Linked DNA regions of Mus musculus: regions 1, 2 and 4 are each linked to region 3. Evidence: chromatin contacts called from public HiChIP or PLAC-seq and promoter capture Hi-C data. All regions are on one chromosome and are shown on one strand. The core of a region is the stretch at or near the end of the contact, and the rest is flanking DNA. Distances in the headings are between cores, read along the strand shown. Region 1 holds the start of Tmem98 (transmembrane protein 98). Region 2 holds the start of Crlf3 (cytokine receptor-like factor 3). Region 3 holds the start of Zfp207 (zinc finger protein 207). Region 4 overlaps Myo1d (myosin ID).

The links. Promoter capture Hi-C pulls out the DNA fragments that hold promoters and counts their contacts. HiChIP or PLAC-seq counts read pairs in DNA pulled down with a chosen protein or histone mark.
Region 1: a contact with region 3 is called in a promoter capture Hi-C map of pre-B cells. The contact joins the promoter of Tmem98 here to the promoter of Zfp207 in region 3. A contact is called at or near these places in 3 of 39 promoter capture datasets (the 3T3-L1 cell line and pre-B cells), 2 of 115 datasets of contacts at active chromatin or transcription factors (extraembryonic endoderm stem cells and trophoblast stem cells) and 1 of 9 other capture datasets (liver).
Region 2: an H3K4me3 HiChIP or PLAC-seq map of the SCID.adh cell line shows a contact between it and region 3, with 14 read pairs. The contact joins the promoter of Crlf3 here to the promoter of Zfp207 in region 3. A contact is called at or near these places in 2 of 39 promoter capture datasets (the C10 cell line and neural stem cells), 6 of 484 Hi-C or Micro-C datasets (CD4 T cells, CD8 T cells, Th1 cells and 1 more), 15 of 115 datasets of contacts at active chromatin or transcription factors (the 230-238 cell line, the SCID.adh cell line, effector CD8 T cells and 9 more) and 2 of 9 other capture datasets (adipose tissue and liver).
Region 4: a promoter capture Hi-C map of hippocampal neurons shows a contact between it and region 3, with 5 times the contacts expected there. The contact joins the enhancer-like site here to the promoter of Zfp207 in region 3. A contact is called at or near these places in 10 of 39 promoter capture datasets (the C10 cell line, the HPC-7 cell line, cranial neural crest and 6 more), 7 of 484 Hi-C or Micro-C datasets (the N1E-115 cell line, brain, cerebral cortex and 3 more), 6 of 115 datasets of contacts at active chromatin or transcription factors (embryonic basal ganglia, embryonic forebrain, embryonic hindbrain and 3 more) and 3 of 9 other capture datasets (adipose tissue, liver and pancreatic islet).

What each region holds. Positions count from the first base shown.
Region 1 is chr11:80,806,677-80,812,909 of GRCm38.p6, forward strand. It overlaps Tmem98 (transmembrane protein 98), which reads left to right and starts at 3,690. Exons shown (of 7, transcript NM_029537.2): 1 at 3,690-3,783; 2 at 5,830-6,013. The coding sequence starts at 5,883. Gm31228 (a long non-coding RNA gene) reads right to left here. Exons shown (of 6, transcript XR_001780272.2): 4 at 5,213-5,335; 5 at 598-2,453.
Region 2 is chr11:80,077,864-80,084,607 of GRCm38.p6, forward strand. Crlf3 (cytokine receptor-like factor 3) reads right to left here and starts at 3,128. Exons shown (of 8, transcript NM_018776.2): 1 at 2,921-3,128. The coding sequence starts at 3,049.
Region 3 is chr11:80,381,786-80,387,772 of GRCm38.p6, forward strand. Zfp207 (zinc finger protein 207) reads left to right here and starts at 1,494. Exons shown (of 12, transcript NM_001130169.1): 1 at 1,494-1,710; 2 at 4,118-4,244. The coding sequence starts at 1,670.
Region 4 is chr11:80,667,127-80,673,738 of GRCm38.p6, forward strand. It overlaps Myo1d (myosin ID), which reads right to left. Exons shown (of 22, transcript NM_177390.3): 11 at 3,723-3,893. The region is part of intron 2 of Gm38907 (a long non-coding RNA gene); the gene reads left to right. Among named protein-coding and RNA genes, the nearest start is that of Gm38907, 52 kb to the left of the region's middle. Within about 2 kb of position 3,080, at least 35 of the 459 cell types and tissues checked have an H3K27ac peak or open chromatin away from gene starts, as enhancers often do. A contact at or near this core is called in brain, cerebral cortex, cortical neurons and 2 more, where this site is marked.

The DNA.
Region 1 (6,233 bases), core at 2,440-4,939, 430 kb after region 3:
ATTGGATCATGAGGACTCTGACTTCATCAGTGGACCAATCCGTTCATAGGTAGATTGATAGCTTAAAGGTCTACTGTGGGGAGATGGAAGCATTAGAATGTGGAACCCAGTCAAAGAAGTAGGTCACTGAGGCATGTCCTTGAATGGTACTGTGTCCCTTGCTCTGTGTCCTTTCTCTGTCCCTTCCTGCCCCACCCTGTCTCTTTCTGCTTCCTAGGACTTAAAGGGTGAGTGGCTTTGCTCCCCTGAAAGCTCCCTGCTCTCCCATTGTCTCAACACAGGCTTAAGACCAAAAGGATGGAATGATCACAGACTCAAACCTCTAAATGCAAAGTAAACCTTTCCTCCTCCTCCTCCCCCTCCTCCTCCTCCTCAATTGACTCTTCAAGTATTATGGTACAGCAATGGAGAGCTAACACAAATGCCACACCAGCTATCTTATTCCATCTTTCAAACACGGATCAGCAGTAAGTGTCATTATTATGCCCATTGCACAGAGGAGGAGACTGAGGAGTATCCAGGATTGTACAGCTACTCCATACACAGGGGAAGAAGGGTTTAGATGGCGCTTTCTCTGATTTAGGCTTCTGTTCTTACCCAGCTCTCTGGTGGAAATGAAGCATTCGGTTCTGCCTAGGGCTTCGTGTGGGTGACAGATGTTGCTAGGAGCATTTGTACAGGGACAGGAAGGGCTTTGCTGCATCTGGTCCTGTGCACAGTCACCGCTTATATGGAGTAAATAGAATAGTGTTAGGAAGAGTCACCCAGGAGGCACACATGACCCAGAGGCAGCGATGCAGCTGCTAACAGAAGGGAAAGGCCAATGTGTGTTAGGAAGGAACTAGACAGGAAGTGCAAAGCCTGACATACACTCAGGACCAGGGTGGTAATGTGGTACATATGAAGTTGATGTTAAGTGGCTCCATTTATTGCACTTGGGACCAGGACAGATGCTGTGTTCCAACAGACAGGTAACTAGAAGAGCTGTTAGCTTCCTGGTTTGGTGGTCTGGCTGTGGCGTCAGCAAGCGTTGAGTTCCTCTCCCTGTCCTACTGTGTATCACTGACAGGCCAGTGAATTGTCTTACCCGTTCAAGGATCCTTCCTTTAGAAATGTAAGCACATTAACATTTCAGGGTTGGTGACAGGATCAAAAGGTCTATGCTGTGCCAGATGCTCAATATAGATGCTCAACAAATGTTCTTTTCTGATGTGAGTAGAGCGTGAACTTGCATCCGTTAAGGCTAGGAACCACGCCTATCTTTTTCTTCCTCACCCTCGTCAGCATCTAACCCGCTTCTCTTCTCTAGTTATGGGCCTCATCTCTGGATTTGGAGATGCCTGCTACATGGTTTGATGTTCATTCTTGATGAAGTGTGGCCATATTTGGGGGGTATTTGAATTTTGGTGAGACTTCCAGGATACTGCCTCCGCTTCAACTCCCACTGTGAAGGCTGAATGTTCAGGGCCTTCACAGCACTTGGGATCAGAGTACAAGGTTAAAGGGGATGGTCAGAATCCTCCAGGTCTATGGTGTGCAGAGAAGCCTGATCACTTCCTAACAGGGATCCTTACTCTCCTGGTCATTATTTGGGCACTGATGTCTTCCATAGGTTTCCATTTCCACGGGGGACACGGCACTGGGTTCTGTAACTTGCAGGGGGAGAGGGTGGGGGGATACTGAATGCCAGACAGTCTTCTCTGATGGCACTAGAGATGCTTCAGTGGGGGTTGGAATGGCAGAAGTTCTGGAATAGTGGGTGACAGCGGGCTGGGAAAGGTATGCAGTATCCAGGACCCCCTTCTCTGCTTAGCGGGTGGGTAGCATGTGGTTCATCGGGGGAACTCACATCATCTGCTCTGGGTGGCTGCTTGTATGTTTGGTTTCTCTTTCGGAAAATGTTCATTTGTGTTACATCTCTTGTGTAGTCATAAAACCTCAGAGCTGGCCACGGAGGTCACATAGTTGAACTTCCCAGCTTAAGCCCATCTGTCATCCAGCCACCAAGGCAAACAGAAACAGTTCATCTAGGAGACTCTCCAGGATATGAAGACACTGCCCCTAGTGCCTTTTTCTGATATTTGCTGCTGTGCTGTGACCTTTCCCTCACTGATAGGCACAGAGCTCCAAAGGTCTGCATGAAAGCACTTCAGAGGGTGATAAAACCACTCCCCAGCCTTCTCTTCCAGATAGGACGCCAAGAATTGGAAGCAAAGGTCCTCCTCCCCCTCCTCCTTCCCCCTACCCCTCCTCCTCCCCCTCCCAAGTGCTGGGGATCAAACATGGCTTGTGCATGTTGGGTTCACTCTACCACTAGGCTGTGCGGTGCATACGAAGACTGGATGTTGACATTCAGTGTCCTCTTGCACTCGGTAGGTTTCTATTGCTGTGAATACCATTGCCAAAAGCAACTTGAGGAACAAAGGATTCATCTCACCTTACAGGCTTCAGTCCTGAAAGGAAGTCAGGGAAGGAACTCAGCAGGAACCTGGAGGCAGGAACTGAAGCACAGACCTCAGAGGAGTGTAGCTTACTGGCTTGCTCCTCATGGGATGCTCAACCTGCTTCCTTATACAACCTAGGACTGCTTGTCTGGAGGTGACATCCCTTGCATTGGGTAGAACACTTGTATCACATGCAAGAAGTCCTGCATCCAACCTCTAGCAGGGCAAAAAAGGAGCACAAACAAACACACCAAACTAAACAAAAAGACTGGGGTCTGGAGGAGACTATAGGCTCTGGTTTGCAGATACTGCATCGAGTTGATGGAGAAATCACCTGCATCCTTTGGTTCTTGTCATCTTAGGTCCTTGCAAGTGGGGTTGTTTTAGATCTGGACAGGCCACCCACGTTTTACTCGGCCTATGCAGGCTCTGCCTTTTCCTCAGGGCAGATCAGGATATAACTAACCATCCAAAGCCCACTCACTTCTCATTGTAAAACATGGTCTTTATAGACTTTGGGATCCTTACCCAGAATAGTCTGCTCCGTAAGCCTTTGCGGGGGGGGGGGGGGGGGGGGAGGGGGGGCCTGGAATCCTAAACTGCTGCTATCAGCTGGCATCTTTAGGCCCGAAAGCAGCCTATTGGTGACTGTCAACAGCCTGGACTGCGTCCTGACCCGTGAGGTATGTTCTCTCTGCAGTAGGATTTTTAGAACGCACGACTGCCTGCCAGGGTCCTGGCTAGGCAGTGTTTAGCAAGACTCTTTAAGTTAGGCTACTGGTTCACTTTTAGCCCTGGGCCAGGCTCTTGCCCCAAAATGTGTGCAGTGTGTCACTGACCCTGACACCAGTTTCCAGGGTCATTACAGAGGAGGGCGGCAAGGCACAGAGAAGTGAGGTCAAATCGCTCACAGCTATTGAGTCCTTACAATCAATCTGCACACAGCAGCTAGGGCAGCGACCCAGCACTGTGTAAACTGTGGGAGCTCCTACCCCCCACCCCAGGCTGTCCAGCTGGAGGGCAGTGGGTGTGGATGCATCCTGCCCTGGCTTCCGTGGGTGCACGTGGAGGGGTCCTCCGATCGTCAGTGACTGTCTCCCAGCTGCCCTGGCCTCCCGGGACGCCAATCCCCAGGCGGCCAGGGGCCTGGCGGGGACGGCGGCGCCTGGCAGCGGGGGATTTGGGTGCGCTGGCTGGGCCGCCCCGCCGGGGGTGGATCTGGGTCGTCGGCCCGCCCGCCCTCCCGGCATGCCCTGCTGCTGGCCGCTGCGGGCAGCACTCGGACTTGGCCTTGGGGGGGGATCGCGGGGAGCCGGCGTACCCCGGAGCTGCAATTGAGGTGGGTGAGCACGCGGGGCGGGTGGCGGGTGGCGGGTGGCGGGAAGGCTCTCTGTGGGCTGCTGGGACACTGCTTTGTTCTGCCCTGCGGAAACGGAGCAGCGCGCAAGTTGGGGACCAAAGTTGAGCGCGCGTACCAGCCTTCCCTGGGGGCGGCAGGCGGGCCAAAGAAGGGAGAGAGTTGGATCTTGATGGGTTTAAAATCAAATGGAGGGGAAAGCTAAGAGGGAGATGGAACGAGAAAGAGAGATGCAGGGAGAGAGGAAAAGTCACGGAGATACAGAGAACACACAAAGAAAGAAAAGCGCACAAAGGAACGCCCACACCGAGGGATCGCAGAAGGCGGCTGAGGGAAAGTTCAAGAAAGCAAAGACCTCAAAGAAAGTACTGAAAAAGAGAGAAGAGGAAAGCGGCACTCTCTTGCGGGATGGTGGTGGAGCTTGGAGAAATAGGGGCGTGGAAGGGAATATGTGGGGAGCCTGGAGAAGGGATACATTGGAGGAAAACATCTAGAGAGGAAGACATAAAAATAAGGAGGAAAGAAAACGGTTAACATTGCTAGACAGAGAAGGACAGCACAGAGTGTCTAGAGAAACTAAGGCAAACCTGTTCCCTCCCCTTCCTGCTTTCCCAACAGAGTATAAGATCAAAACAAAACAAAACAAAACAAAATAAAAACCAAAAAACTCTGTGAGAGAGCAGCGTTTGCAGACTGCTGAGGAGGCTTCCTTGGCAACTTAAGCCAGTAAAGTCCCCACCCTGTTTACCCGTTCCTCAAAATTCAGCTCAATTATCCCCAGGTTTGCGAAGGAGGCTTTTCTAGAAAGTGCCATGCAAATTGCAGTCTCTTTATTACCCAAGCCTGCACATAGCCCACCTACACAGCTGCATCCTTCTTCCCCACCAGTTCATTGTCATGGGGGAGGGGGATCTGTGTCTTCTGTCTCTAGTCTTCAGAATTCAGTGTTTGCTGTAAGCAGATGGTCAATCTGTGCTCCCCGAGTGACCATCAAGAGAGTTTGAATTCTGGGAGACATAAACATCACACATAGACTAAGTACTGTGGCGAGCCAGCCTGGGGTCCTACAGACTGCTGAGGCATAGCACTCCTTTCTGTAGGTAAAGAAACTAAACCCAGGGAGGGGAGGAAACTTTTTCAAAGGTATGCCTATGGGAGGTCTGCCCTGAAAGGATGCTGTGAAGACCACTTCTCTGAGAGGCTCTGGCCTGAGTTTAACACAGCTTGATAGGCTGCGTCACGCTGCAGGAAGTAATGGCTCACGTTCAGGATGGTGGTCCCAAAGGATTGCATCGTGTGATGATGTCCTAGCTGGTCTTAGTTTGTCTAAGTTCGGTCTGGGTGTTTGACAATGACCACAATACCTGACAGTGCATTTCTCAGAACGGAAAAGCATCTTGTTAAGCCATACCTGACTGTTGGTGTGAGAGAAGCTGCCAGATGGTGCTGCACAAGGAATACTCCACTCTGCTTCTAAGTTTTCAACTCTCAAAGTGTCGGTCGGTCACAACCCATCCCAGGGTTCTCACTCTTCCTTAGAAAGGAAAAGGAAGGTGACTCTTCACTTTGGACCAATGGCTTTCTGATGGCCAGCTATGTAGACCTGGACGAATTCTTTAACCTCCTGGAAACTCAGTTTCTTCACCATAACATAGAGATGCCCCATACGATCCTTGCTAGGCTCCACCCGGAGTATCTGACACAGAGGAGCTAGCTCCTGAGTACAACCTTCTTCTGTCCTGGCATTATTTCACTTACATGACTTACAGCATGAAGTCATCAAGGCAGGTGCAAATGTGTCCTAAGCTTCAAAACTTAGCTCATTCTAACTGGAAAATAACCACTTACCATAATAGAGAAGGGAAATTCGGGCGTGGTCTAAGATGCCCTTGGGTTTGCAGGGGGATGTGAGGGAGCCTTGCTACCCTTTCCATCCCCATTGGCCATTTGCAGCAGGTAAGACCCGGCCGCCCCTCCCCACACCTGCCGTATCTTTACCAGGTCTGCTTGACTTTATGTTCCCCACAGCTTCCACCTGCTCAGAGGATGTGAGTGGACTGAGGCTGGGAGCCCCTGGAAGCATGGAGACTGTGGTGATCGTCGCCATAGGTGTGCTGGCCACCATTTTCCTGGCCTCATTTGCTGCTTTGGTGGTGGTCTGTAGGCAGCGTTACTGCCGGCCTCGAGACCTACTACAGCGTTATGATTCCAAGTGAGTAGACTGTGATGGGGTGGGGGTGGGGCAGGGAGCTGGGGGGCTGACAACAGGAAGCCCGAGGGACAGAAGGAATTTGGAGCTGGCCGCTTCTGCCCAACTTATTCTCTCTTAAGCGGTTCCTGCAGGCCACACTTCATACTATAAAGACTCCAGAGCGTAAGAACATTCCTTAAGCATCCCAGCATCCCGAGGCACCTCTTTCTCTGTTCATTAG
Region 2 (6,744 bases), core at 1,878-4,377, 300 kb before region 3:
GAAAAACCAAAAAAAAAAAAAAAAAAAACAAAACCCAAAAAACAACCAAAAAAAAAAAAAAAAAACACTGAATGAATTTCTTGACGTGAATTTGATTTCAATTTAAAAAAACAAAACATCATGGGCTGGGGAAGTGGCTCAGCGGCAAAGCATTTGCTTGGTATGCATAAGGCCTTGGATTCTATCTCTCAAAATAAGTGTAAAAAAAAAAAACAAACAACAGTAAAAGCAGGTAAAAAAATATACCCAGTGCAGCCTCCCTTCCTCCTTGCTCTTCTCACCCTTCCCAAAGCAGCGTTTTTACTCAAAAGCCATCTATCTGGTGGTTCACGATCTACAAATGACTGGAACTCTAAGAATATCCTAGCCACCACGCAAAGGCTCCTGCTTATTTGATAACGTTTTTTGTAGCACAGACCTTTCTTTAAACCCGACTGGACAGGGGCCTAATTCTACAAATCTGAACAAGCACAATGGGCTAGAAGTAGCTGTGGTAACTTGAAACTGGAACAAAACAGACTCCAGCTGAAGAGGAGACTGACACCACTATTACTTAGCATAAGCAGTACCGCCGTCACCAAAAATCTAAACTGTGATGAATGCGCTGTGTCGAGCAGGAGACGAGGGCTCTCAAAAAGAAAACAAATGAAAACCACAGTGAACCAAACTCATTATCAGAGTATGTTCTGAATTTAAATTATTGGATTCAAAACTTAACTGTTCAAGAGGTAGTGAGTGCAGTTTCCCAGTAAGTCTAAAGCACTGGATTCCATCACCAACACAATGGATAAAGAAATAATAAGTAAATGTAAAATGAAAGAATATAAGTTTAACTTTCCTTTTCAGGGCTGTAGATCGATTAGGCAAGTATCACGGAGCCATAATCATACATCTAGGTTTGGCAAATGAACATCTAACTATCTAGGGTGGGAATCACTCAAAAACTGCACTCAACACACACACAAGACATTAATAAGTACTACACCCAGTGCTTACCTCATTCTTCTAGTGCCAACCCTAATGCCTCTTAATTGCTGAGGGAGCTGAACAACAGCCATGCTCGTGTGTAAGATATATGAACTGGCTGACACATTAGTCATTTATTACAGGGTACTTTAGCCAAGAATGGTGGAAACATGCCTGTTATCCCAGTACTCCAGAGGCTGAGGCTGGAGGATTTCCAGCTGTTGCCAGCCTTGGTTGGCTACATGGTGAGTCCCAGGATAGCCTTGGCTACTTAGCAAGATCTTGTTTGTTTGTTTGTTTTAAAAAAAAAGGAGATGGCTCAGTGGTTAAGGGCACTGATTGCTCTTCCAGAGGTTTTGAGTTCAATTCCCAACAACCACATGGTGGCTCACAACCATCTGTAATGGGATCTGATGCCCTCTTTTGGTGTGTCTGAAGATATCAACAGTGTGCTCATATATAAAAAAATAAATAAATTTAAAAGAAAAAAAAAAACCTGAGTGGTGGAGGCTAGCAAATATTTGAGTTCAAGGCCAGCCTCGTCTACAAAGCAAGTTCCAGGACGGTCAGAGCTACACAGAGAAACCCTGTTTCAAAAAAAATAAATGAATAATTAAAAAATTAAAATTTAAAAATGTTCGAGGGGGTGGTGTGGGAGGTGACTAAGATAAAATACACTGTATGCATACATGAAATTCACAGACTAAGCAGTACTATATAAAAGAGGGTATTTTAAACCTTTTTTTTTTAAATCCTAGATTTTCAACATTTATTTCAAAATAGCAGAAGGAATAATGCAGATTCTTTCCAAAGGAAATCCAGATGTCTGCATTGGAAGACCTTGAAAGTATTCACCAAATCAGGTTTAAATCATAAGTCGTATCTGGATTCTGATCCTAGTTCTAGCTCAACTGTTGATGCCTGGCCTACACCAGCTCTAGAGAGGTTTAAATTATTAGCAATGACAATATTCGAAGATTATCGCAGCACTACTTCACCATTTTCTGCTTCGGCACAGCAGCACTGGAGTTACCAGTGTGACGGTACCCTACAAAACTAGGCCTAGAGAAATTCTAATGAATTTCCATTTCCTCAAAAAGCATTAACTAAAGCACTTAATAGTAATGTGAGGATTATCTATCTTATCTAGCATTAGCAGGGGCTTATATCTTTTTCTGTATACCTTTGAGAGTGGAGAGGAGCCATGTGGCTTTCCGCTATCTCTGTTCGACCTTTCCTTGTGGAGAGATAACTGCAGTACTTGAAAGTGTATTTAGCCTCTTCTATTACCAGTCCTCTCTTAAAATCTGTTTTTCCATTTCCCTTCACCTTTGTATACCCTCCCTGAAACATCTTGTTTTGCTCCTTCTGCCCTTCAACATCCTTCACCTTCAGTTCTAGCCTGTCTAGAGATTACTCTAAAAGGTTGTTCAAGGCGTTCGGGATCTTGTGAGATGTTCAAATAACAACCCCCCCCCCCCCCCGTCCCCATTCATTCGGCATTAAGGTCACTGCTGCTCAACCTCTCCATTTCTCCTTACTTCTTCCCTCTCCCTCTACTTCGTCTCCACCTTTACTGTCCCCAGGTCAGTGCCCTCAGGCTTTCTAAACCGAGTTATCTGTCGCAGGTTTCCCCTGACTATGCCCTCTTCCTCCCAACTCTCTTTTCCGATCTTCACTCTGCGATCCCTCGGGTTTTGCTCCCGTGGTTCATCCTCGGACACCACCCCTACGCTCACCAAGTGCCCCGCGAGGCGGCTCAGGAGCGCTCCCCAAACTCTTTCTCAGTCCGCCAAACTTATCTTTCCCTTGAAGAACTCTGCAGGACCCACCTCCCCATGTCACGTCTCCCACAGGTCTGCGACCCACTTCCTCTGCTGAGCCTCGGGGCGCCCCCGCCGCGCGCGCCCACCCTCCGGCCCGCGCCCTCTAAGGCCCGCAGCGGCCCTCCGACCTGCCTCTGCGCCTCCCGCAGCCCCTGCAGCCGCTGGCCCAGCTCCCGCCGGTAGCTCTGCGCCGCCTCCACGTTCTCGCGGGCTTCCTGAAGCAGCACCTCGGGCTCCGGCTCCATCGCGCCCTTCATCTGGTCGCGCGGCCCGCCGGATTCCCGACTGCGCCTAGCTCCCGCGAGCGACCCCGAGCGGCCTCGCGCAGCGGAAGCGCCGCCCCGCCCTGCCCTGTCCTTCACGCCCCGCCCCCGCTGCCGCTTGATTGACAGACGCCGGGGGGTGGGGGTGGGGGGGACACAGGCACTAATGGCGCCTTGGTCTGAGTGAGTGAAACCTGCTGCGCCGTCTGCTCAGCTCCTCCTCCGGCCTCTTTGCTGCGCCCGCCTGGACACTTCCTCAGGAAACAAGTGGAGGCTAGAGTAGAAACACGTGAACACGTCTCTAAGTGCTTCCCACTTCTTATCTTACTGCACTACTTATCTGCCCTGCACAGTGGAGGAAGTGGAGGGACACAGAGGGGGGATCTACTCTCCTAAACTCAGTGCATGATCTCCAGGGCCGAGGCTACAGCTCTGGGCCTTAAATCGTCGCTGTACTACCTTCCTAGTAAATGCCAGCTGAGGCGGGAATTTTGGGAGGATACTTGACCCAGGCGCCACTACCTAGATACTCTTAGGAGGGAGGTGAAAGAGAGAGAGAGGCCCAAGTGATGACCAGCTGTACAGCAATCTTGGCAGAAGGCCAAGGCGAATGATGGCACGTTTTCTTCGGTAAGGGCCTCCCGATAAATATCTGCTGGCATGTGATAAAGTGTATGTTTCGCTGTATTAAGTAAATGGGTGTGACCATGTATAGTAAAAACAAGAGGAGCCGCTTGCTCCTGTGTTTCAGCCCTAAGAGAGGCCGGGGAAGGAGGGTTGCTTGGAATGGGGAGCAAAAAAGGCAGATTGGACAACAAGGATGTAAAAATAAACCTTTCAATACAGAATTTTAGATATGGCATAATAACTTTCACGTGTCACAACATGGTCTTTGTAATTTTCCCCCCAAACTATTAAAACGGTAAAAAGTGATCTGCTGAAAAGCCACACTAAAACTGGTTGGATTTGAGTCCTTAAATGAGCCATAAGCCCAAGGTGTGTAAATTGTCCTCAGCAGGATCAGACACGGTACAGGATTGTCTCAGGATTATGCAATGGATCTGTATTAGAGGCCAGATCGAAGATGTTCCAGGTCAGACTGTTCTTCCCACATGGGCGAAACATAGGGGCATACCCTCTACTCCCAGCTCTTGGGAAGATCTGGAACTCAGAACAGTTATCTGGTTGTTACGTAGTGAGTCTGGGAGAAACGTGAGTGATATAAAACACTGTCTGGAAAAAAAAAAAAGACACTTTCAAAAGTAGGGAGGGGGAGTTCCAGGCCAGCCTGGTCTATAAATAAATAAATAAATAAATAAAGTGGGGAGGGGAAGGAAGAGAGGAGAAGAAGAAATAAAAGAATACTTGAAAATAAGGAAAACAGCTGGGCAGTGGTGACAAACCCCTTTAGTCCCAGCCAGTGACAGGTAAATCTTTTGAGTTTGAGGCCTAAAGACTGAGTTCCACAATGGCCAGGGCTACACAGAGAAACCGTAATCTTCAAACAAACAAACAAACAAAAAATGAATAAATAAAATAAGAAAGTAAAGAAAATAGAAGGAAGCCCTTTTGAAAGAAAAATGGAGAGAGTGGCCAGAAGAGCTGTTTTTATCCTAAAGATAACATAGCCTAATACTTAGTAAATAGTTGGTATCTGCTAAATGAATTAAGGCATTAACCATGCGAGTAGAAAACAGTAGGACAAAGTAGGAAAGACAAACTTAAGGATAGGAGTAGGAGGAGAGTCTAATAAATATATGGACAAGAGTTGCTGAAAAGATAGAACAGAATACTATATTTGCAGGTAAAGTTTGGAAGGAACTACAGAGATGCCTCAGTGGTTAAGAGCTTTGATTGTTCCTCCTGGGGAGCCAGGTTAGATTCCCAGCACTGACATGGTAACTCAGGACTGTCTCTGATTCCAGTCATGGGGAATCTGACCGTCTTTTCTGGCTTTTGAGAGTACCAGGCATACACATAGTGCACATACATACATGCAGGCAAAACACTCATAAAATAAAATAAAAATCATGTTTTGGGGCTGGAGAAATGGCTCAGCGGTTAAGAGCACTGACTGCTCTTCCAGAGGTCCTGAGTTCAATTCCCAGCAACCATATGGTGGCTCACAACCATCTGTAATGGGATCTGATTCCCTCTTCTGGTGTGTCTGAAAAACAGCAACAGTGTACTCACAAAAATAAAATAAATAAATCTTTAAGAAAAAAAAATCATGTTTTAATGATCAAGGGCCAGCCAGGCAGTAAGGGTACATGTCCTTGATCCCATCACTCAGGAGGCAGAGGCAAGTGGATTTCTCAGGTTCAAGGCCAGCCTGGTCTACAGAGAGAATCTTGGGGGGGGGGGGGAGCAAGGGCCTCAGAGTGCAGGATAAGCACTACCTTAGCCAGGCATGTTGACATAAGCCTGTGATGCCAGCACTCAGAACACTGCTGAAGTAGCAGGCTCCATTGAGGCCAGCCTGGGCTACATATATAGCATGCTAGGCCAGTCTGAACTACCCACTAAGATCATATTTCAAACAGCCAAGAGTTATGCTACTAATGTAGCTCAGAGGTAGAGTGTTTGCTTAGTGTCTTAACTACTGTTCTATTGCCATAGAGACATCACGACTAAGGCAACTCTTATAAAAGAAAGCATTTAACTGAGGGCCTCCTTATACTTTCAGAGGGTTAGTCCATGATCATCATGGCAGGGAACTGTGGCAACAGGGAGGCTGGCATAGCACTGGGACAGTTGCTGAGAACTCATATCTGGTCCATAAATTGCAGGCAGAGAGTGAGACTGGGCCTGGAGTGAGCTTTTGAAATTACAAAGCCCTCCCCTTTGTGACGCACCTCCTCTAACAAGGCCACACCTCCTAATCCTTCCCAAATAGTCCACAAACTAGAAAGTAAACCCTGAAATATCTGAGCCTATGGGGGCCATTCTTATTCAAACCACCACACCTAGTATGTCCAAGGCTCTAGGTTCAGTGTCTAGCCCCTGCAAATACAAACACAGAAGGGCATGGGGGAGGCATGTGCACTGTCATTTATAAACCAATATCTTAGGGAAAGAAATGATAAGCAGGCCATGGATCCACCTTATATAGCTTAAGATAATGAAGAGCTTGGCATATGCTTAATCCTCAAAAATGTTTATTCAGTAAAATGAATATATATATATATATGTGTGTGTGTGTGTGTGTGTGTGTGTGTGTGTGTGTATGTGTATGTATATATATGTGAATGATGAAGAAAAAGGTAAATAAGAAAATACCTATGGCATTAATATAATTATGATAATGATAAAAGAGGCTTGAATTAGGATGGTGACCATTAGTGAGATCTGACAGTTAGAAAGAAGGGAACATTTAGTCAAACAGTCCAAGAGAATAGTAGGGCGTTGGCAATAAACTTGGTAAAAACCAGGGCTACTTAACTGTTTGGGATTTTTGTTTCTAAGCCTTGTAGCCTTGGCTGACCTGGAACTTAATATGCAGACCAGGCTGGTCCTGAACTTGAGGCAATCTTCCTGCCACTGCCTCTTGAGGTTGCAGGTGTGAGATGCCAAATCTGGCCAACATTGTTTTATTTCCTTCCCTTCCTTCCTTCCTTCCTTCCTTCCTTCCTTCCTTCTTTCCTTCCTTCCTTCCTTCCTTCCTTCCTCCCTCCCTCCCTCCTTTCCTT
Region 3 (5,987 bases), core at 244-2,743:
TAGGTTGTCCCGAAGACAGAATTCAGACAGAATTGAAAGGCAACCTAAGACTTTGGGCGGCAGTATTAGAAAATTGTAAAAGTTAAAAAAAGGAGTAATTAAGCCAGGCAGTGGTGGTCCATGACTTTAATCCTAGCACTTGGGAGGCAGAGGCAGGCGGATTTCTGCTTTTGAGGCTAGCCTGGTCTACAGAGTGAGTTTCAGTGCTCTTAACAGCTGAGCCATCTCTCCAGGCCCCTCAATCTTACTTTTAAATGAAGTTTCATGTATCCCAGGCATTATTTAATTCACTATGTAACTGAGGTTAGACCTTTAACTCCAGCCTCAGCCTCCTGGAATTCCCTGATTGCAGGCATGTTCCACCAACATTTTTTGTTTGCGAACCTTTCTGTGGTTTCAAGAGACTTCAGCATATACAATATCCAATTCTCTTACACTCTTCCTTGCCACATTTTCCAGGATTATCTTTTGCCAGCAACACTTTTCCTGTCTTGTTACTTTTAAGTTCAAATCCTCAAACACTGCATTTTATCAGTAATTAAAACTTCGATACAAGGTTTCTCTACATAACCCTGAATGTTCTATGTAGGCAGGAACCTGGCTATACATTCAGATCCACCAGCCTCAGCCTTTTGAGTGCTGGGATTAAAGGCATGCACCATCCATGCTTGGCTCACTGCATTTTAAAAAAAAAATTTTTTTTTTTTTATTCAAAGACAAGATCAGGCTTTGTTCTCCAGGCTAGCCTCTAAGTCTTAGCCTCATAGCATTTTCTGTCTTGGCCTTCTGAGTGCTGGGACAACAGACACAAGACCCAGGTAATAAGATAACTTAAGCTTTCTCCCACTGCATCTTCTTTCATCTTTCTAAACATTCCTATGTTCTCCGAAGCCGCTTAAGGATTGCCTTTTTGCGATTCTGAAGCACTTCACATTTCCCTTATCGCTACTGCTGATCTCACCCATACTGCTTCCTAGACTGTGGTTCACTGAAAAAAAAAACGGTAACTCTTCCTTGACCATATACGCCCCACTCCCGAAAGGCAACTGAAACAAGATTTAAAAATTGACCAGGTCGCAATCCGGGCGTGTGCCTTTAATCCCAAACAGTCGCTGGCAGGCAGAAGCAGGCGCATCTTTGAGTTTGAGGCCAGCTTGGTCATTTCCTCTATCAGCAGGGCTATGAAGAGACCCATCTCAAAAAATAAAAGCAAAACACACAACAGCAAAAAACAAAACAAAACAAAACCCAAATTGACCATGTCCCAATTATCTTTATTTATTTGTAATCTATCCTTAATTATACTCCTAATCTTTTCCTCCCTTCAATTTGCATACGGGATAGCCGACGTACTGGATGACCCAAGCTCTAAAGGATCAGCGTCCTCAGCCCGGGAGCGCCACCACCACTTAACCCCATTAAGATGGCGGCAGCGCCCGCTCAGCCACTCAGGGCCGAAGCCTGCGTCACGTGACCCGCACAGCTCTCACCGCGGTGGCTGATGGGAGGTGGAGATAGAACGAGGGTGTCGGCCATTTTGTGTCTGTTTCCTGCGGGACGCGCTGGTGGCGGTTGGTGTGGAGAACTCTGCGAGTCTCTTGGGTTTTTTGTTTTTTGTTTTTTCCAGCTTCTTTCCGCCTCTATTCTGCCTGTTCTGTAGGGCGCAGTTATGGGTCGCAAGAAGAAGAAGCAGCTCAAGCCGTGGTGCTGGTATCCTTTGTGGGGTTGACGTGGAGGCCGAGCGTGGGTGTCGCTTCTTGAGAACACAAGTCTGATAGGTTTGGGTTAAGCCTGTTTGGTAGGGCCCGGCCGGGCCCAGCCGAGCCTTTGTGCTGTGGCTGGGTTAGGATTTGGGGTGGTTTCTTGTAAAATGGGGTTCTTCGGGCGAGAGGGCTCCGGAGTTTGGTGGCGCTGAACTCGGTGACTCAGGCGCTTGTTTGTCGCGATCATTGGGCCTGGAGACGTTCCCCAAGTGCAGTCGTCCCTAAGAACTCCTGTCTCCGTTGTTTCGTTGAAGACCCCACAAAGGGACTTGAGTTTGGGGTAAATGTCCTGACTCCCTGGATAATTGAACTGTGACTAGCCCCCCCCCCCTCGCGGTGAAGAATCGGCTTCCGCCTCTCTTTCGGGCGCCTTAATCTTGGGGAAGCGGTTGCTTAACTGGGTGGAGTTTCTATTATCGTTACCCAATTTTGTAGGACTGGTTAAACTGTTAAGAAGGAAAACAATTTTCTCTCTTTTTTTTTTTTTTTTTTTTTTGTGGATAACGTATTACGCTAAACTGATTTTTTTTAATCTATTACAAGAAAACTATTTGTCTCAAGACAAATTTGTTTTTAAAATAGTTAAGTAGCTAAAAATCCGTCACGAATTATTTAATGCACTCACAGAAAAAGTCTTGCGAGGTCAGAACTCTTAGTATATGCGAATTTACATTTCCTGAATGCATAGATTAATAATGAAACTGGAAGAAATTTTATGGATTCTTAGTTGAATGTGCCCTTTGTCATGAGTTGTATAATGGATTATGAATTCCCAGTTTCAACTCTATTGTATATTTAATGAATTGTGAAATTGCCTCCCCCCCCCCTCTGTCTTTTTATTTGGGATTGGGGGTCTGGTTGTCTGGAAATTGCTCTGTCCACCAGGCTGGCCTCCGCCTGTCTCTGCTTCCCCAGTGCTGGGATTGAAGGCATGGATCACCACTGCCCAGTTTGAAGTTGCCTTTTCTTTTGAAAAGAAATATTTTGAGTTAGTCTTGCTGTCTGACCTGGCACTCAGAATAAATATCTGCCTTTGCATGTGGAGTGTTGAAATCAAAGGCATGGGGTATGCCAGGCTAAAAGATTTTTATTTGGGCTTATGATCTTAGACTGCATACCAAGTTTATCTAGTTCAGATGTAGTCATTCCTGCCACAGATTGCCTGCAGTGTGCCACTGGTCCTGGCTCACTTGATTTTGGTTAACCCTTTCTCCTTCATGGAACTCCTTTTATTTGTTTTTGTTCTTTAAGACAGGTTTTCTCAGTGTGTCTCAGTCTGTCCTGGAACTTGCTCTGTAGGCTAGCCTGGCCTGAAATTTAAGAGTTCCACTTGTTTCTGGCTCCCAAGTGCTGCGATTAAAGGCACTACTGTCTAGCTGACACTCTTAGCATGTACATTTGTAAATGTTGAAATAATTTAAAGGTCAAAATTTGGGGTGTGTGTGTGTTCTTTGTGGCAGGGCTTCATGCTATGCTGGATCACAAAACTTGAACTCTTGGTTCATCCATGTAGCCTGACTGCCCTGGAACTTACTCTGTAGATCAAGGTGGCCTCATTCATATTTGCCTGGTTTTGCCTCCTGAGTGCTGGGATTAAAGGCATGCACTACCATAGCCCCGAAAATCTGTAAATGCATGTTTCTCCTGCCTCCACTTGTGCTGGGGCTTTGTAGGTGTGCCCTACACCCAGCATCCAAACTGCTGGAAGTTGACCAGCCCATTGCATGCTAGACAAGTACCCTAACAATGGAGCTACGTTCTCAGACCGGGAGGTACATGATTAATGTAATTTCCAAATATAAATACTAAAACTGAATTGTTTTTTGTTTTTTTGATTTTTCGAGACAGGGTTTCTCTGTAACCCTGGCTGTCCTGGAACTCACTCTGTAGACCAGGCTGGCCTTGAACTCAGAAATCCACCTGCCTCTGCCTCTCAAGTGCTGGGATTAAAGGCATGCGCCACAATTGCCCAGCTTTAAAACTGAATTTATATTAAGTTCCCTCCTTTTTTATTAGAAGTGTGTGTGTGTGTGTGTGTGTGTGTGTGGTGTTTTGCCTACATAGGTATGCTGTATACCTAGTGCTCTAGGAGGACAGAAGAGCATTAGAATCACCGGGAACTGTCATTCTGGTTGTGAGCTGCCTTATAGATGTGGGAAAAGAATCTGGGTATTCTGAAAGAGCAGCAAATGCTCTTAACCTTGGAGTCATTTTAACATTTCCTGTTAGATGAGATGAAAGGCATTTGTTATATTATTTATATTGAGGCAGAATCTCACTATGTAATTACTTTTGTTTCCTTTAGTTGGCAGGAGGGCAATTTTGTGCAGTTTTTTAACCTTAATGATGACCAGGTATTGTAACAGAGATTTTGATGATGAGAAGATCCTTATACAGCACCAAAAAGCAAAGCATTTTAAATGCCATATTTGTCATAAGAAATTATACACAGGACCTGGTTTAGCAATTCATTGCATGCAGGTAAGAATTTCTCTTCTGTTTTGACCTTGTCCCATTGTGATTTGTAACCACATGAATAATATTGAATTTGTCTTTGGTTGTTTATATATTGGGTAAATAGCCAAATCTACTTAAAACTCAGGTATGTGTTCTATTCTCTTTTTTTGGTAGGTGGTAGGGATAGAACCCAATTGATAAGCACAAGCTTTGGCACAGGAGTACCTACCTAGAATTCACGTCTGTTCTGTGGCCATTAAGAAGATAAGTGGACTTGACTGTTAATTTTGAGACAGTTCTTACTTAGTATTTATTCTAGCTGACTGACCTAGAATGTTGTTATGTAGATTCGGCTACCCTCAAATTCACAAAGATACTCTTTCCTCTGCCTCATAAGTGTATTCAGTTTTTTGTGTGATGAGTATACAAGAACACACCCTATTTGGAAGTATTGTTGTGTTCAATGTCCAAATTGCTTGCTTGCTGGTGCCCCCGTTTTTTTTTTTTTTTTTTTTGTGTGTGTGGATTTGGACGCATAGTTTGAGTACATGAGGCTGGGAGGTGTTCTTTGGAGCTGAATTTTCAGGCAGCTGTGAGCTCTTATTTGGGTGGCAGAAATTAAACTCAAGTCATCTGGAAGATCAGGAGTGCCTCTAACTTCTGAGTTCTTCAGCTTCTCTTGAGTTTTTTCATAATGAAATAATGAAAACTTCAAAATTTGTATTTTTGCATCCTGATGTCATAGTTTATATAAAGGCTGGACTTTGTAGTTTAATGGTAGATCTTTTGCCTAGCATCTTTAAGGCCCTGAATTTGATCTTTAGTACTACCCCTTTTCTCCTTTGTATTATTGTAGTAGCCATTTAGATGCATCTTTTTATGTTAACTTACAATTAATTGTTATGTGCTCATTAGTACACAGTTGGCTTTAGAAGGCAGAAGAGGGTGTCGTCCCCCTTGACCTGGAGTTACAGATAGTGGTGAGCTATCAGTTGTGGGTGCTGCAAGCCAAAGCCTGTTCGTCCTTAATCTCTGAACTATCTCCAGCCTCATTAGTTTATTGTTTGTGCATGTTCACTTGGAGTTTGTGGGAGGACTAGGAATCTGACTTTGTTTTTTTGAGACAGGGTTTCTCTCTGTAGCCCTGGATGTCCTGCAACTCATTTTGTATACTAAACTGACCTTGAACTCACAGATTTATATTGTGAAAGAAAATAACAAAGTGGTCTGTCTCATCATAAATGATAGAGAAAATGAAAACAAGACAACTAATAAGACTAGGAAGCTGTCAGATGAGAAGAGATCTGAAAAGGAAGTAAATAATTTCCAAGGAATAGCAAAATTCAATGATCTTTGTTTTTTGTGATTTTTTTTTCCTATACTAAATGAAAGAAATGGCAGTAGTAAGTTAGTTAATCTGAATGAATGAAAGGAATGTAGGAAGTAAATATAGTACACTTTGATGTTTCTATGCACCTGTAGCACTATGCTGACAGTCTAACCCTGGGCCTTCAGAATTCTAGGTTTCTTTTCACTTGTTCTGTTGCTACAAAGCAAGAGCTTTGGCCCAGTTTTCGCTGTTTTGAGACAGGATTTCTCTGTAGTCCTCACTCCTCTGGAACTCACTGTTGATACCAGGCTGGCCTTAGATTCAGAGATCTGCCTGTTTCTGCCTCCGAGTGCTGAGATTAAAGTCAAGTGCAAACACTGCCTAGAAGAAAGTTTCTGACCCATCAGTCACCATGAGTAGTCTGCTGAGTAGTTTCT
Region 4 (6,612 bases), core at 1,830-4,329, 290 kb after region 3:
ATATCACAGTCCATATAATCTACTCTTAGAGCATAACAGTGTTTCTCTCACATACATGTTGAGGCTCAGTGAGGTAGACAGATAACACTACATCAAATTGCTAGTAAGTGGTATCCCTGAAAGGCTCCAGGAAACAGAAAGGGCCACGTGTTCGTGCATCCAGTGTCGTGGTTCATCTGCCTGCTGAGCTGGACTCCAGCTTAGGTGCTCTTCCCAGAGTTGAGTGCTGTATACAGTTTATCACCGACAGGGGCTACTCTGTAAATGGCAGGCTTTATATGTCACTGGATTTCTTCATGACTTCCTCCAACTTTCTTTGCTACAGTAGAGCCAAGACAGCAGATAAGTAAAATTCTACACAGTACCACTTAGAACTGCAATACTGGTACCACTGAGATGACAGTGCCCTACAGCACAGAATCCTGTCCCGGTTAGCAGGCTTCAGACGCTAAAGGAACAGTGTCTAAGAGGTTCACAAATGACGAATTATAGGAAGTCAGAGGCTTACTCTCTTTCAATAGTTATTTATCTGAGAAGGTAGAAAGTTAAATAAATCTGGAGTCCAAGGCATCTAGTGTAAAGGTGTCTCCAAAATATATCCTCCTCCAGAGCTCTCAAAGCTGCACTTTTATTTTTAATTGTGTCTACGGGGGTTTATGCAGTGTGAGTGTGGGTTCCTTCAGAGGCCAGAAGGGGCTCTTGGATGTCCTGGCTCTGGAGCTAAGGCAGTTGTAAGGTTCTTGACATGGGTGCTGGGGTCTGCACAAGGCCAGTCTGCACTCTTAACTGCCGAGCACTCTCTCTACACTCTTTCCCCTCACCTCCGCCCTTTTGAAATATTCTTTAATTTGTAAAATTCCTGAAGGAATAAGACTCAAATTATGATCCATTCTTACATTTGTATAAAACACAAAGCTGTGATTGTCCTCAACACACACACACACACTCTCTCTCTCTCTCTCTCACACACACACATAAATCCATTAACTTTTTCTTGTACTGTTATATACTTGTTTTAGCTTTTTATTTTAAAATATTTTATAGTTGTTTAGATCATGTGACTGCTTCTCCATGTTACTTTTAAATCAAAAGGAAGATTTTTAGCCCCAAATAAAAGTCACCAATCTTTTATTTAATAAGCCAGTAAGTCTGTCTGATCAGTTAGCAGTAACAAATGATACCTGGCTCAACATACAACCCAATGGAATTATTTAACTAAAAGGTATGAGGTGATTTAAACATCTTGACAGCTTGGCTATTTCATTTCTTTCCTTATTAGGTAAAATTCCTCAGAAGATGAGGGATGGCTCAGTTGGTATAGCGCTTGCAGCATATACATGAGGACTTGATTTGGATCCTTAGCAATTACATACTATAATTGGGTACAGTGATGCCTGTAATCCTAGTGCTAGTAGGGCAGAGACAGGAGGATACCTGATAGCTCTATCAGGGAGGTCCAGGCTCAGGGAGAGACCTTGTCTCACAAAATAAACTAGGTTAGTGGGATGGCTCAGTGGGTAAAGAGGCTTGCCACAGAGCCCGAGTTTGATCCTTGGAAGTTACATGGTGGAGAGAATGAACTCCTGCACGTTGTCCTCTGACTTTCACATGTGTGTCAAGGCATGCATATGCATGCACACACCCAAACACATAAATAAATGTAAATTATTTTTTAAAAGTTGGAGAGCAATAGAGAAGATATAGGACATTGACCTCTGACCTCCATATATGCTTACATACAGACATAGACACATACCACATATACACAAATTCCCCAAAGAATATACTTTAAATATTTCATTTCAGTATTTATCCATGGGATACTGAGGGAGGAGGAAAAAGAAGTAGGTACTTGGTCTGTTGGGAAACTGGGACTTCCACCAAAACCAGTAACAAAGAAGGAGATAAATAAATAAAAGAGAAAGCAATCAATTACTATTACTATTAGGATTTCCTATCAAAACAGTAGCAAGTGTTTAAACACAAGATGTTCAGTTGCCTTAAGGAGAGATTACAGCTTAGTGTGTTGGCATGCAGTGCCAGCATTAGACACTTGCGTGGCTGAGGCTCAGTACAGCCCTGAGGTCTGAGGCCAGTCTGAGCAACACAGAGCTAGAGTCCATCTCAAAAAAGAAAGAAAGTGAGATTACATTTCAAAAATACTTGAAGGATTAGATGGATGGCTCAGTGGTTAAGAGCACTTCCAGAGGAACTGGGTTCAAGTCCTCCTTCCCACTCCTGGCCTTTTAGGGGACTGTATGCACATGGTGTACATTCATGCAGGCCAAATGCTCATACCCATAAAGTAAAATGAAAAAAAAATTTTTTTTGCCTGACTGATTTACTTAATTCAGCTATATAAATGGCTGAATGGCAAAAGATAGAATAATAATTTGGGGTGTCACTTTTGGGACTTACAGATATCTATTTAAATATAAACAATTTAAGAAAGATTCATTTGGTATGATAAATCAATATAATTTCACCAATACCGACTGTCTAGTATCCAGAGGGTACATCAGTAGATGAATCTCCACAACCTGTGATGATATCTCTAAACTCCCTTACAGTCCGCCATTTGCCTAGATAAAGGTACCCCCTAAATGTCTCACTGAGACTAGGGTTACTTTCCATTTTGTACAGTTTTGTGCCCACCTCTGAGGACTAGACCTGCTTAAACAAGAGGTGCTTAATCAGACGTTTGGGTCTAAGTGGGAACTGGCTGAAGAGACCTAGGTTCTAAATGCATTAGCTGAAGACCAGCTTGTAGCTACAAGTAACAGCCCTGAGATAAGTGTCAGTTAATAATCAATTTGCAGATGATTCACACCCTATTTATAGTTAATGGTGGAAGTTCTCCATTAAGATTACATAATTCCAAGGGGACGGAGTTAGGAAGTAGATTTATTCATGCAGCAGTGGCAATGTGCTGCAGACTTACAGAGAAACAAAACTGCTGCCCATTTCTTTCTAGATGGGAAGGAACAAGGCATGTTTTCCTGGCAGCGTCTGGTTCCTGAACAAGCTTGCATTTGTGAGGAAGCCTGGGGTGATGACGAGGTGTCCCTCCCCAACACAGACTTCTAAACAAACACAATTGATGAGCATACTGCATATATAAGGTCTCGCACAAGAGTCTGTGAACCACAACTCCTACCAATTATTGTACAAATGTGGTTTATTTGTGACATTTTTAGATTGTAAAAAATGGAGACTTGGAAGTTTACTCAATATACTAAAAGAATGCATTTCTCCATAACAACCATGACTGCAGCTAAAATCTCTCATTTTTAAGCAGGTCCCAGGGTCTGAAGAATGCAGTCAGAACACACTCCATATTTTGTCACTGAGGACTGTGGTGGAAAGTCAAGGACAAAAGCAATTTCTTATGCAGAGCTATCAGATGCAGGCATAAAATTCTAGCACATGGACAAGTACTCAGCATCTATTGGCTACAAATGACATCATGCTTTTAAAGAATCCTGTTCATTTTTCCTGCATCTAGCAAATGCCTTAGTCTGTAGCTCCCTCTCCTGGATACTATAATTCTGTCAACCTCACCACTGTATCAGAGAAGCAGAACTCACAGAGAGATACATTATTAATCAGGCCTTTCCCCTTTATTTGACTGTACATTCTTTTAACCTATTATAAAGCAACGTTGCCCTGCCAAACAATAAGCAAAAGTCTTATAGCTCAAGATAAGAGGAAGGTCTTATTACCTTTCGGCTGGAAAAATGACCATGTTTGCCCAATTTACTGTTAAGGGCCTCAAGGAACATTCCGTCAGTGACTTTGCCAACATTCATACACGCGTCATCCAGGATTGCAATGATGCCTTTGTGCTGCTGCTCCACGAGGTCCACAATGATCTGGTTGTTGAAGTAATCAATCTGCAGGACAAGCAGGAAAGCAATGCCCAGGAGAACAGGAACCTCAACAAGCAAGCACATAGGTGTCCCCTTCCTTCACCTCAGTGTCAACTGGGCAGACAGTCAAGCACACATGTTAACGGAGGTCTCCGACCTAATGCCTTCACTCTTGTGCTATGAAGGGAACATCAGTGATGACTGGACTAAGGCAAGAGTGATTAATTCTTGTCTTTGTCCTTCCTGCCTCCCCATCCTACATCCAATCCCACTCTTTCAATTGAGATTAACTTTGCTTTGGGGACATGTAATAAAATGTAAGCAGACAGTTTTGATTCTCATGGTAAGAGGAATGTTACAGGTTCTGAGTGGGTGAAGGTCAGGATGCTGTTAAACCGTTCAATGCAGGACAGCCCCACTGCAAGAATTACCCGTGTTTTCATGTTTATATGTTCAGTACTATATTTTCAGTTATGAATAAAGTTATTTACACCTTTAGAAAAATGTCCTAAAATACAAAAAAAGGAAGGAAATCTGTTACTGGCAAACATTTCAAATATTAGGACTATGAAAGTAAAGTCTTCTGTCCCGGGTATAAGAATTACCTTAAAATTTCAACTGTATTCCTAGAAGCCACTGATGTTGGCTGAAGATTCTAACGACTCTTGTTTTTAAGTTTAATGGTGCTTTAAGCACTGCTTAAAGATGCTTTTAAAAGTCAGGCGCTTCTGATGACCTGAATGCCCATGAGCTGGGAGAGATGTGCAAGGTGACTTATGGATACAGAGGTCCCGTGTCATACCCTCACTCCAAATGCAAACACTTTTAACAGCAACTTTCTTCCTACGACTATGGAATCTGAATAACAAGCTTTATAACTAAAATCTAAAATCCAGCTATGTCTATATAAAACATACAATGTATACAATATATTCTTAGAAAGCTTCAGGCAAACAATGTAATTGAAAATTGAATTTTAACTTTATGGGAGTTCACTAGAGTATGAAGTTCTCAATAGTTAAAATGATTTGTAGGGGCTCCAGAGATGGTGCAGTGCTTAAGAGCTCTTACTGCTCTTGTGGAGAGAGATACCTGATTCAGTTCTTAGCACACATATCAGGTGGCTCACAATCCCTGTAACTACAGCTCCAAGGTTTCCAGTGCCCTCTTCTGGCCTCCATAGAACCCGTAAGCATGCTGTGCACATACAGACAGGCATGCATGCACACAGAAGGAAAAATAGAAATTTAAAAACCAAAAGCATTATTTGCTTTTAGACGCAAATGAATCAGAGGGATAATCAGATTTTTATGAACTCCTGGTAGGCATCCACGTACAGGCCATAAAATAGGCTCTGAAGAAAATCTAATTCTGAAACCGGTCAAGACACTAGATCTCATCACGAATACACACAACACACAGGTACACAAAAGTGTGTTAATGACACTTCAGGAATTGGATTAGCAAAATCTGGGCTGGGAAACCTTACAGACAAAAATGCTCATTACAGAAAAAGTGCTCACTCTTTTCAACAAAAGATTACAAGGGAAAAAAGAAAGGGATGGGAAGAGAAGGAGTGAGGGAAGAAGGGAGGGAGCACAGGAGGCAGACCTATGTGAGAAACCTTTCAATCGATCAATCAATCATCAATCAGTCAGTCAATCAATCAATTAATCAATCACTCTACTCATAAGGATCTAATCAAGCAAACTGTCACCATCAACAGCAACACAGCAACGTAAGAAGTAGGAAATGAAACTAAAGGAACTGCTATTCATTTTTGGGATGGGGTCACAGAGCTGTGGTTACAGTTTCTGTGATGATTTGTCTCAGAGGGATGTGGAAAATGACAGGTGAAGGACTGTCATGGCTGAGTAATCCAGGTAGTCTGGACGTGTGAGGAAGGCTCCGTGGCATGAGGAGGTGGATGGTGCAGAGTTCATGTTTCCTTCTTACTCCAGAGAACGCTTGAATGTTCTATAATGGTGAGAGAAAGCACAGTGCTTAGAAGTTTGGGGCTCTAAGGCAAACAGAGGCTATGATGCTGGCACACACCATGCTGTTTCTGTCGCCTGGGAGTTGGGCTCTGCTGCCTTAGTGGTCTGTTTCAGGGTTGCCGAGCTTGTCTGAGGTGTCTGGATGCCGCTACTGCCGCTGTTAGGCCTCCTGCTGGGAACGAAGCCCACGGACTTGATATTCTGATTGTTGGAGGAGTTTTTGGCTTTTTTTTTTTTTTTTTTTTTTTTTTTTTTTTTGAGGTAGGGTTTTATTGTATAGCCTTGGTTGGCCTCAAACTTGTGATTCTCTTGCCTCAGCCTCTGGAGTGCTGAGATTACATGTATGTGCCACCACAACGAGCTTCAAAGGATATTTTGGATTAGTTACCTCCAAATCACACCTGGATAACAGGTTTTATAAGATTCATGCTTTAAAAAAAGCCTCAACTTCAGTTATATTGTATATTAAAGAAAAGATTTATTCTTAGGAAACCTCCTATAAACTTAATTGAATTGTATTTTAAATAGCTATGAGAGATCACTGTTTAAGTCAAACAATAGGCAGTTCTTTTATAATAAAATTGACAACTCAGGTTTATTTTATGTTCATATACTTCAATGACGTTTTTGGCATTCTAATATTTAACACATGATGGAAGGCAAAAATGCAATTTGAGGCAGAAGTGCTATTTATTATACCACTCTCTTTTTAAAATAAATAAGTAGAATAGAAAATGGGAAGGTAT